Linked DNA regions of Mus musculus: region 1 is linked to region 2. The links are chromatin contacts, called in public Micro-C maps. All regions are on one chromosome and are shown on one strand. The core of a region is the stretch at or near the end of the contact, and the rest is flanking DNA. Distances in the headings are between cores, read along the strand shown.

Evidence for each region. A called contact is a pair of places that touch in the nucleus more often than the background predicts.
Region 1: a contact with region 2 is called in a Micro-C map of granulosa cells, with 5 times the contacts expected there. The contact joins the promoter of Efcab1 here to the enhancer-like site in region 2. A contact is called at or near these places in 5 of 39 promoter capture datasets (the 3T3-L1 cell line, cranial neural crest, frontonasal cranial neural crest and 2 more), 2 of 484 Hi-C or Micro-C datasets (granulosa cells and uterus), 1 of 115 datasets of contacts at active chromatin or transcription factors (embryonic stem cells) and 1 of 9 other capture datasets (embryonic stem cells).

The regions. Positions count from the first base shown.
Region 1 is chr16:14,904,384-14,910,602 of GRCm38.p6, forward strand. It overlaps Efcab1 (EF-hand calcium binding domain 1), which reads left to right and starts at 2,263. Exons shown (of 6, transcript NM_025769.3): 1 at 2,263-2,429. The coding sequence starts at 2,372. All of the region lies in intron 2 of Gm33696 (a long non-coding RNA gene), which reads right to left.
Region 2 is chr16:15,290,702-15,296,723 of GRCm38.p6, forward strand. No RefSeq gene overlaps it. Among named protein-coding and RNA genes, the nearest start is that of Gm41423, 180 kb to the left of the region's middle. RefSeq lists an enhancer at 3,769-5,345. Within about 2 kb of position 3,785, at least 84 of the 459 cell types and tissues checked have an H3K27ac peak or open chromatin away from gene starts, as enhancers often do. A contact at or near this core is called in granulosa cells, where this site is marked.

The DNA.
Region 1 (6,219 bases), core at 1,013-3,512, 390 kb before region 2:
CACAAGGGCTCCACCATGTCAGATGAAACCCTCTGAACAGTCTCGACAAAGAAACAGGAAAAAGAAAGAATGCAGTCTGAGCAAACCATGAGGAATTAGCCAGTAAGCAATACCCATCCATGACTTCTGCACAAGCTCCTGCCTCCAGGTTCCTGCCCTGCTTGAGTTCCTGTCCTGACTTTCTTCAATGATAGACTACAAATGTACCCTTTCCTCCCCTTTCCCCAAAGAAATAGAAAGGACTGAGTGAATAACTGTGAGGTGACAAACACCGTAACTAAAATGTAACAATTAGTGGAAGGAATCCATTCAGAAGAAGCTCAATGGAATTGTCAGCAACAGCTGTGGACGTTCTGGATATAATCAGGCAACAAATGATCCCTGACTTAAATCTCCTACCTCTGCAATAGCCAACTCAAAATTCATCATGAATTTAATTTATGGACTTAAAATGCAAAACCATATAGATTTAAAAAAAAATCCAATCTTGCCCAAGATGTGAGTGAATATTTGAGCAGACAGAATACATGGAAGATGCCATAACGGTGAAGACAGCCCTACTTGATCAGCTAAGGATGCAAGTTAAAACTCATGATGTCAACACATACCCATTAGAATGGTTGTGTTTGCTTTAAAAGCTGAACAAACAAAAACAGTGAGGGCACCAAGTACAGACAGCGATGAGGAGACACTAGGCTGTGGCCTCACAATGTTCAGACTCTCTGGAAAGCAATCTCACAATTTCTAAATTGCAATCATACAGCTGCCATATGTACTAGCAATCCTAGGTGCTCATTCCAGAGAACTTAACTCTCATTCATATGAGAAATGGTCTATAGTATCTTCCCTGTTAAGAGCTTAAAACTGAAGGCTGAAGGTCTTCAGTGCATGGGTGTATAAACAGAATATGGCACATATAAATCATGGAATACTATTCAGCAATAAAAAGGCAAAATTTCCTGGATGGATTTGCAGAAAATTATACTGATGGAAAGGACTCTCAGTAGGTTATATTCTGTGTGGCTGATGTCTTATTACCATTTCAAAATTATAAAATTAGACAATTATAAATTTGAGTGATTTCAAGAGACTAGGGAAGGGTTTTCAATAGAAGAACTAGGTGTGGCTGCAAACTGACCACTTGAAGGATTCCGCATCATGGAAAAATTCTCCAATTTGTCTCCATGGCAACTTCTGGGCTGTTATGTCAGTCTATGTAGTTTGGAAAGTTGTTACTGTTAGCATTTTATCTAGGCTCCGCCCCATAGTTACCTGGCAACAGCCAGGTGTGCCTGACTCACTATAAAAGGGGCTGCTTGCCCCCTCCTTTCTCTCTCTTGCCTTCTTGCTTCTGCTCTGTCCTCTTGTCCCTTACCCTCTTTCTCCCCATTCCCTTCCCCCTCTCTCTCCATGTGCTCATGGCCAATCTCTACTCCTCTCTTTCTCCTCTTCCTCCTCCTCCTCCTCCCCTCCTCCTCTTCCTTCTCCTCCTCCTTCCTCTCTTCTCTCTCTCTCTCTCTCTCTCTCTCTCTCTCTCTCTCTCTCTCTCTGCCTTTCTCTGCCTCTACAACCCTCGCAACTCCCCTCCTTATGCCCTAAATAAACTCTATTTTATACAAAACAACAAAAAGAGTATGTATCTTTAATTAACGAACTTAAAATATGACATTGGCCTTTTGCAAATTTGACTGAAAACTCCCACTCCAAAGAAGGAGGGGGGAGAGACAGAGAGAGAGACAGAGAGAGACAGAGACACAGAGAGATCTACTTTCTGAGTAACACAGTTCAAACCGTAATTGTTCAGATTCCCTTCTGATAATTGCTTTAATTACACACCTATTTCCCTCCAGCATCCCCACAGATCTTGAAAACCTGAATCGCTCTTGTGCTCATCATACAAAACATCTATCCAGCTTGCACACCTTACTCTTCTGATTATGATGTAGTCTTGAGGGGCTGTGAACAGAAATGATGGTGTGACAAGTGAAAATAGAAATTTCCAACATGGCAAACAATACAGTCTGCAAAGTGTCAGGCTGAAACGCTGCAACTGGGACTAAATGCAGGCACAGTGTCTGTGCTGGGCAGTCAGGACTGGCAGGCTTTACTGAGCTGACCAAGAGGCCCCCTGACAGGAGCCAATCAGTGTCCCACCCAGCCGTTGCCATGGCTGCTCTATGTACAGAGGCCGCTTTCACCTGAGGCGTTGCCATGGCCACACTGTCTGTTAGGGCCGCAAATGCGCAAATGCGCAAATGCGCAGAGCCAAGCTGGCTGCACCAAGCTCCCTCAGCCTGGGGCTCCGGAGCCGGAGCGTCCTGGCACTCTGCTCCAGATGACACTCTAAGATCTAATATTATTAACACCCATCATGAACAGAAAGAAGCTGCAGAAGTTGACGGACACCTTAACTAAAAATTGCAAGCACTGTAAGTAAGAACTGAATGCAAGAGTTCCTATGACTTCTGGGCCAGATCTCTTTCTACCCAGTCTCTACTTCCTGCTTCCACCAGTAATGGCCCCTCCACGCTCCTCCTCAAGAGGATCGGAAAGAGAATCCCTTTGTGGAGTTCCAACTCCTTGGGAGGCATCCATCCTACCCTTTTATAACTGGGACAAGTTCCAAGCTGCCCGAGCTCCCTCATAGACATTCACTAAATTCAAAGATCTCTTTATTTGCTTTTAAGTTAGAGAAGCAATATGGTGTGTATCTGGGAGGCATGTGGCTTCAGCTTTAGACAGGTTGAAAAGGATGCCCCAGAAAAACACCAGAATCAAGAAAGCAGCAGAGCCTTTACTTACTTTCTGGCTCTTTCTAGAGAGGAAAAAACAAAAACAACAAAAGAAAACAAAACGCTCTGAGGTCTAAGCTCTGGAAGTGTGATAAGAGATCCATAAAGAAAACAGTCGTGCATGCATCCTGAACACTTTTAAGAAAGAGACTTGCGGTGGTACAGACACTGTCTTCCGTAGAGGCATTTCATTGAAAAGTATATTGCTCAGCAAATCTAAGACGGTAAAGAATCTGTTCCCAGTTTTAGATGCTCAATTTCCAATTCCCAATCAGGTCCATAGGTAAAGGAGATCTTGCAGGTGACCACACATGAGAGCATTGTACTCAGACAGAAAAACAGCTGTTCTTGAGCTGAGAAGCAGTGTGTGGATCATTGAGATGAGGGCAGTATTGTTTGATGTGTGAATTTAGAAGCTATGTGATGGTCGAAGAGATACTGGTCACAATGAAAATGGAGAGGTCACATCTTCAAACCAGCTCCATTGTGTGAAGGTGTGGATGTGAACTTCTAATGTAGCTCTGGAGGTTTCTGGCCTAGCACCTTTATATCATTTGTATCTGATACAATGTGTGAGAATTGATGTCACGGGGGTAGTGCCCCAACTGAAAACTATGATATACTATTATACTGTGAGCATCTTAAAATTCTCAGAAAATGGCAGTCATTTAAGGTGTTTATAAATTTGATAAGAAATTGTGTTCTTTTGTGGTTTTCCTGAAATGCTTCCATTTCTGGGAGAATATATGCTATTTTGAAAATGAGTAAAAACATTTCCAATGAATACTCACAACATTAATAACTGGCACACACAATGTTTATTTGATTAAGTCTGCTTCATAAGTACACAATTCTTCACTAACAGTGACAACAACTCAAAAATAATGAAGTAAGGGTGTTTTCCCTATTTCCAAGAGCCATACACCGTCTAATACAAAATTCAATGCCAGGCTTGAGAAACCTCCAGTTGAGTTATTGACTAGGGGAATACAAGAGATTCCCAAGACAATATGGGCCTCAGCTGTTCCCTTTGTCTTCCAGAGCTTGAAAGTGAGATCCTATTGCTGAAGATGTCATACACTCAAGAGACAGAATTCCTAGAAATTGAGCTGGAGCTGGCCTGGAAACCTCCCTGAGGCCTAGCTCTTATATCTTAAAGTGTTGTGCAAGCGGCCAAGGGAGAGGAGCAACCAATCAGTGGACCTAGCCAGAGAAAGGCCCATGAGCCAGGAAAATGACTGGACAGGCACACGATCCACAGTGGTGGCACTTTTATCTTTCAAGTAACCACCAGCTGTTTAATTGGACATAGTAGGAGAGGCCTCATGTCTGGTACTATAAACCTAGCCAACTAACCATGGCTGGAAGGATCATGAACCTTAGACTAGAACCTACAATTGCCATTTTCCTAAACCAGTATAATTTCTAACTATATTCTAAATAATTACTCTTGTAGCCACAAATAAGTAGTTCTCACTCTGCATCAAGTAAGTCTCTTTTTTCAACAGTTAGTGACTATTTCAAAGATCTACAATGTGTCATGATACAAAGAATAAGGGACCATGAGGTACCTAAGCCCAATTGATAGATGTACAACACATCTATCAATCTCTGAGTCTTATTTCTAAGACTCAGAAAAAAATCAAAGAAGAGGGAGAAGAAAGATTTTAAGAGTCAGGAAACCAGGATGCTACTAGATAGCATTCCTAGACATGACCAGGAAAATGCCCTCTACTTAGTCTGGCTAAGGGTTTATCTATCTTGTTGACTTTCTCAAAGAATCAGCTTCTAGTTTTGTTGATTCTTTGCATAGTTCTTTTTATTTCTACTTGGTTGATTTCAGCCCTGAGTTTGATTATTCACTGCCTTCTACTCCTCTGGGTGTATTTGCTTCTTTTTTGTTCTACAGCTTTCATTTGTGCTTTCAAGCTGCTAGTGTTTGCTCTCTCCAGTTTCTTTTTGGAGGCACTCAGAGCTATGAGTTTTCTTCTTAGCACTGCTTTCATTGTGTCCCATATGTTTGGGTATGTTGTGGCTTCATTTTCATTAAAATCTAAAAAGTCTTCAATTTCTTTCTTTATTTCTTCCTTGACCGAGTTACCATTGAGTAGAGTGTTTTTCAGCCTCCACATGTATTGTGGGCTTTCTATCTATTCTTTTTGTTGTTATTGAAGACCAGCCTGAGTTTGTGATGATCTAATAGGATGCATGGGATTATGTCAATCTTCTTGTATCTGTTGAGGCCTATTTTGTGACTGATTATGTGGTCAGTTTTGGAGAAGGTACCATGAAGTGCTGAGAAGAAGGTGTACTCTTTAGTTTTAGGATAAAATGCTCTATAGATATTTGTTTCATAACTTCTGTTACATTCACAGTGTCTCTGTTTAGTTTCTGTTTCCATGATCTGTCCATTGATGAGACTGGTGCATTGAAATATCCCACTGTTATTGTGTGAGGTGCAATGTGTGCTTTAGGCTTTAGCAAAGTTTCTTTTATAAATGTGGGTGCCCTTGCATTTGGAGCATATATGTTCAGAATTGAGAGTTCATCTTGGTAGATTTTACCTTTGATGAGTATGAATTGTAACTCCTTATCTTTTTTGATAAGTTTAGATTGAAAGTCGATTTTATTTGATATTAGAGTGGCTACTCCAGCTTGTTTCTTCAGACCATTTGCTTGGAAAATTGTTTTCCAGCCTTTTACTCTGAGGTAGTATCTGTCTTTGTCCCTGAGGTATGTTTCCTGAATGCAGCAAAATGTTGAGTCTTGTTTATGTATCCAGTCTTTTATTCTATGTCTTTTTATTGGGGAACTGAGCCCACTGATATTAAGAGATACTAAGGAAAAGTAATTGTTCTTCCTATTACTTTTATTGTTAAAGGTGGTGTTACATTTATGTGGCTATCTTCTTTTTGGCTTATTAAAAGAAGATTATTTTCTTGCTATTTCTAGGGAGTAGTTTCCTTCCTTGTGTTGGTGTTTTCCATTTATTATCCTTTGAAGGACTAGAGTTAGGGAAAGATATTGTGTAAATTTGTTTTTGTCATGGAATACATTGGTTTCTCTATCTATGGTAATTGAGAGTTTTGTTGGGTATAGTAGCCTGGGATGGCATTTGTGTTCTCTTAGGGTATGTATGCCATCTACCCAGGATCTTTTGGGTTTCATAATCTCTGGCAAGAAGTCTTGTGTAATTCTGATAGGTCTGCCTTTATATGTTACTTGACCTTTTTCCCTTTCTGCTTTTAATATTCTTTCTTTGTTTCGTGCATTAGGTGTTTTGAATATTATGTGGCAGGAGGAATTTCTTTTCTGGTCCAATCTACTTGGAGTTCTGTAGGCTTCTTGTATGTTCATGTTCATCTCTTTCTTTAGGTTAGGAAAGTTTTCTTCTATAATTTTGTTGAAGATATTTACTGGCCCTCTA
Region 2 (6,022 bases), core at 2,535-5,034:
CTTCTAAGTGAGAGTCAAACATCCTTACTTGGGTCTTCCTTCTTTAGGTCTGTGGAGTATGACATGGGAATTCTATATTTTGTGGCTAATATTGACTTTTAAGTGAGTACATACCATGCATGTCCTTTTAGGTCTGGGTTACCTCACTCAGGATGATATTCTCAAGTTACATCCATTTGACTGCAAAATTTATTATGTCTTTATTTTTAATAACTGAATAGTATTCCATTGTGTAGATGTACCATATTTTCTTTATCCATTCTTTGGTTGATGGACATTTAGATTGTTTTCAGTTTCTGACTATTACAAATAAAACTGCTATGAACATAGTTGAGCAAGTCTTTGTGGGATGGTAGAGCATCTTTTGGGTATATGCTCAGAAGTAGTATAGCTGGGTCTTGAGATAGAACCATTCCCCATTTTCTGAGAAACTACCAAATTGATTTCCAAAGTGGTTGTACAGGTTTGCACTCCCACCAGCAATGGAGGAATGTTCCTCTTGCTCTATAGCCTCAACAGCATGTGGTAGCCCTTGAGTTTTTGGTCTTAGCCATTCTGACCAGTGTAAGATGAAATCTAAGTGTTGTTTGATTTGCATTTCCCTGAAAACTAAGAACTTTGAATAGTTCTTTAAGTGCTTCCCAGCCAGTTGAGATTCCTCTGCTGAGAATTCTGTTTAGGCCCCATTTTTAAATTGGGTTATTTGGGTTGTTGGTGTCAAACTTCTTGAGTTTGTTATAAATTTTGAAATTAGCCCTGTGTCAGATGTAGGGTTGGTAAAGATCTTTTCCCAATCTGTAGGTTTCTGCTTTGTCCCATTGATAGTGTCCTTTGCCTTCCAGAAGCTTTGCAGTTTCATGAAGTCCCATTTATCAGTTGTTGATCTTAGAGCCCGAGCCATTGGTGTTCTGTTCAGAAAGTTGTCTCCTGTATCATTGAGTTCAAGGCTATACTTTCTGTTCTATTAGAGTTAGTATATCTAGTTTTATGTTGAGGTCTTTGATCTACTTGGACTTAAGTTTTGTGCAGGGTGGTAAATATTGATCTATTTGCATCCTTCTATATGAAGACATGTAGTTAGACCAGCATCATTTGTTAAAGATGCTTTCCTTTTTCCATTGTATGATTTTGGCCTCTTTGTCAAAAATCAAGAATCTATAGGTGTTAGGTTAATACTACATCTTTAATTTGATTCCATTGATAAACCTGTCTGGTTCTACCCCAATACCATGCTTTTTATTACCATTGCTCTGTAGTACAGCTTGAAGTCAAGGATGCTGATACCTCCAGAAGTTCTTATATGGTACAGGACTGTTTTAGTTATCTTGAAGGGTTTTTTTTCCCATATGAAGTTGAAAATTGTTCTTTCAAGATCTGTAAAAAAAATTGTGTTGGAATTTTTATGGGAATTGTATTGCATCTGTAGGTATTTTTCGATAAGATTGTCATGTTTACTATATTAATTTTACTGTAGTCCCATGAGTATGGAAGATCGTTCCATTTTCTGATTTCTTCTTCAATTTCTTTTTTCAGAGACTAAGACTTAAGTCTTAGTCACTGAAATAGAAAACATAGCCAATTTATTACTATGGTCCATTTTATAGTTAAAATGATTTTATAATAAATTTTAAATGAACCTTATCTTAGGAGTCAAGTTCCAGGAAAACCCAAAACAAGTAGAAGCAGATTCAGGAATGATGTCTCTGAACCATCACCTGGACAGGTGAAAATATATGAATGGTTATTTGGATTTTAAACAAATAAAAAATAAGCTTTGACATTTTAAAATGTTTATCTACTTAGAAACTTGTATCAGTCAGTGTTAACTGTGTCGTCAGGTTGCAGTTTCCACATGTAAAAAATTGACAGTCAGTAGCATTTAGGAATATGTCTGGGAGGTTTAAATAGACAAGCTATGGTAGAAGGGCCTGCAGTGTCCCTGAATGTTGTCTCTGTATTTATCTGCTCCTTGTAACCATCTAACTATAGAGCAAGAAGGTTGACTTCTGAATTACTACATGGATGTGCATAAAGCTGTGGCTCCTTTTAGCTCTCTGATTGATGCTCCAGTAATGAGCTATGTGGAATGTTGTGTGGGTGGCCACAAGGACAGTCTTAGTGCTTGAAAAGTAGAAAACAGGTTCTAAAGATGTCAGGAATGTCTCATCTCACTCAGGACCTGAAAAGTTGCCCCCCACCCCCACACACACACACATACAACTTCCTATCTGTGTTTTGCCTTCTTCTTTGTGTGCATGGCATCTTATGTGCATTTCTCCTAGCCCTTGAAGTTAACTACTACTCTCATTTGTAAGCATCATGCTGGAAATCCAAGGATCCACCACCAGAGGCAACCATGAAGATGATATGCCACAAGATTGCACCTTTCTTACATCCCTCACAGAGGGACTTCTTATGGATTGGGCGCACTATTATCATCCTCTAGACACAAAGCCCATTCATTCTCTCTCACAATGAAAAGGTCAGCTCAGGAACTTTGGGAAGGTCGTGAAACACTCGCCCCTCTGGAAGGGAGAGGCTAATTAGCATTTCTCAAACTACCTATGGGTGGGGACACATTCACTGGTTGAGTGTTGCTCACCTTTAGACAAGGGAAGTCCTTCTCACCTCATTCCCTAAAGACCAATCAGTTTAAAGGGTTCACTGTTATGCCAATCATATTGTACCTAGTTGCTGATGCTCTGTCCTGCCCCTGGAAACCATATAAAAACTCACCAAACTGGTGCTGGTGGTCACCACCTCTCCTTCGGGTCTGGGACAACCCCAGAACAGTGGAACAATACATTCCTCTTGCTTTTTGCATCAATCCTGGCTCCACATGGTTCACTCAGGGGGTCCCTGGTAAGCTAAGGCTCCCTGGTGTCTTACAATAACATGCACTCTCAACAGTGATACCTTTCATCAAGCAAGCCATAAGGAGACCACAAAGTAGTCTAGAAAAAGCAATACTACTTAATTATAAATATGCAAAGGACAGAGCAGTGAGAGTTCAGAGAAGTAGAGAGAAGTAGGGGATGAGATGACCATCATCAGAGCCATGGCATGAGATATCAGAGTATCCTAGACCCATGTCACAGAGTCTCTTTCTAAGAACAGTAGCAAATATTCTGTCCTGGAAGCCATTGCCAGTATTCATGTATGCATGGGAGTAAAGGGAGCCTCCAAATTAAGTAGTCATTAAGCCAGAGGCTCAGGAAACTAGAAAGACAAGGACCTCTGGTTCTTAGTGATGAGTGTGGAACAGCTTACATGCACATAGACTTTGCTTCCATACTCATCTTGATGGTTTCCTCAGCTCTCTTCACACTGTACCATCTGTGTCCTCACCATCTTCCTATCATGGGTACTGATTGTATTATTTGGAGCCTGAGTAAGTTGAAAGCTTGTCTTCTAAGAATAATTTGGAAAATGGAAGACTCTCCATCACTCAGAGGCAAGCACTTTCTGGGCTGGCCTCCACAGTTAAGCCTTCTAAGGTTTCAATACTTTGGCTGCATAATACAGTCAAACAGAGCCCAATCAACAGGAGGAAGCCAGCTCACCAGGAGGTGAGCAGATTCACTCTACCTGCCAGAAACCTGAGATCAGTAATACAGAATAATCAGAATACCAGAGATCTCTAAAGTATCACATTGTGTAACAAGTGTGGCTGCTGCACTGCTCCTGCCTTCTCATGTCTCCTCTACTGGTCTGCTAACAGCCCTGTAGACCAGACCTCTGTGACTCATGACTCATTTGGTTAAATTTTTTATGCATTTTAGCCAGGTTTCCTTTTCTCAATTACTCAGCTGCTCCCCACTGAGTGAGGTCAGATAAGGAATGCTCCCCATACTTAGCCATCCTGTATGCAATCCCAGCAGCCCTTTCATCATTCCCTAAAGTACTCCTCTCCCACAGAAAACCTCTAGCTGCATTACACTCCTGCTTTTTCTGCCGTTGCTTCTGAACATTTTTTTGTTATGTACATTTTTTGATATACATTCCTTTATTTTTTTATATGTATGATTGTTTTTGCTTTCAAATATACATGTGTACCAGCTATGCTTGGTGACTACTGATGGCATTGGATCCTCTGAAACAAGAATCATAGGTTGCTGTTAGTACTGTGTGGAAGCTGGAAACTGAACCTGAGTCCTCTGCTGCAAGAGCATTAAGTACTCTTAACTCCTGGGCCATCTCTCCACCCATCCCCCCTATTATATTTAGAGTCCTTTGAGATTCTGATGAAAGACATGGAGCAACCACCCAGTAGTGCAGCAATGGCTGAGCTGTGTAGTTACCCTAGATCTCTGGCTAAACACTTTCTTTGTAAATGTTTCCAGAGCTCCTGACACAGTGAGTATCACTGATCATTATTGTAGAGAGTCTCGTAACAGCGCCACACTGTGGATATTACTAGACTCTTGGCAGGAAAGTAGTCAGGATACACCCTCTGGGTGCCTGGCCCTCATTCTCTTAACCTTTCTCCTACCAGGCCTGAAGCTGGGTACAAACATCCAGAAAAAATAAGACACATGGCTTGGGGAGAAGGGAGGGATTAGAAGCTATGTAATTCTATCTAATATTTGAGGCTTGGCAAGGGCGCCTATGGGATTTCATGAAAACCCCCGAAACTTTTTCATTTCAGAGCAATTAAGCAGACCCCAGCGTCCTGGCTCCACTAAGCCGTTCAGCTCTGGTTTTATTGCCCGTTTCCTGCCCTCTTGCCAGCACTAGCTCTCATCTTTGTGCTTGAAATAAAAAACCCACTCTGTTTTGGTGCCACAGAGGCACCCACAAGCAAATGTGGGCTATCTAACAGGCCCAGGCAGGCTGATGGCGCACATGTGGCCCCAGGGTCCCACAGGCACTGCTGTGTGTTATAATCAGAAACATCCAGCAGTAATTTAATAGTTCCCACCAAGCAAAGAGGCAGAGTGGAGCAGTTCCTTCCTCCATATACTTAACCCTTTGAGGAGGAAAGAAGGGTCAAAAGAAGGAGAAATTCATCTTTCTACTTGCTACCCAGGGACTTTTTGCTTCTCTTTTTGTGTATAAAGCTTCACTGGCTCCCAATTGTTGGGAAAGCTATTCTTGCTAGGATACCATCTTCCAGGGCAGTGTCCTACATGCACACAATGTTGTACTTATAAATGATAATGGGTGAGAACTAAGGCCACATCTGTCAGCATGATCTCTGGGTTACAGAGATCATACCTCTGGCCTGGACTACAAGTCTTAGGTTAGAGGAGAGAAGGTCTCTCTCACTGGTCTCATCCTAACCTGAAAATGAGTTTAGGCAAGCAACGAAATTACAAGCATGAGCTCTGGCAAATTTTGTCTTCGAAGATTATTTTAAATAAATTTCCATTTTGCTAGTATTCTTGACTAGAAACTCACCACTTATTTTTCTGTGTTGATTAAGAATGGTAGACAAAGGAGATGGCTCCATCAGTAAAGTGTCTGTTTAAGAAACTGAATATGGATATCCAGACCCCATGTTAAAAACAACAACAAAAAACAAAACAAAACAGAGTGGAGGTACTGAAGCATGTGATTACAACCAATGCTGTGTAAGGAATCAAGACAAGCAAATCCTTGATGCTTATTGGCCAGATGATCTAGCCAAATCCACAACTTCAACATCATCAGGAGACTCTGTCTCAAAAAAAAAAAAAAAAAAAAAAAAAAGAGTATATAGTGATTGAGGAAAGGCATTGACTTTTGGCCTCCATATGTATGTACACACATGTGCAGGGACACACATTCATGTCAACAACTATATACACTATACAAACACACAAAATAAGTTAATCAAAATTCAAAATTTTAAAAATGAATGGTGACAATTAATGGTAAAGTGACTTGTTATCACCACTTATCACCACTTATAGACAAGTAAATGCTGGCCAATATGAACATACATATGTGAACACACAAACACATATGTGCCCACATGTTATACCACTTCACAAATATTAATCTTATGCTACAGTATGATAAAGCTCATGAGGCTTGAAAT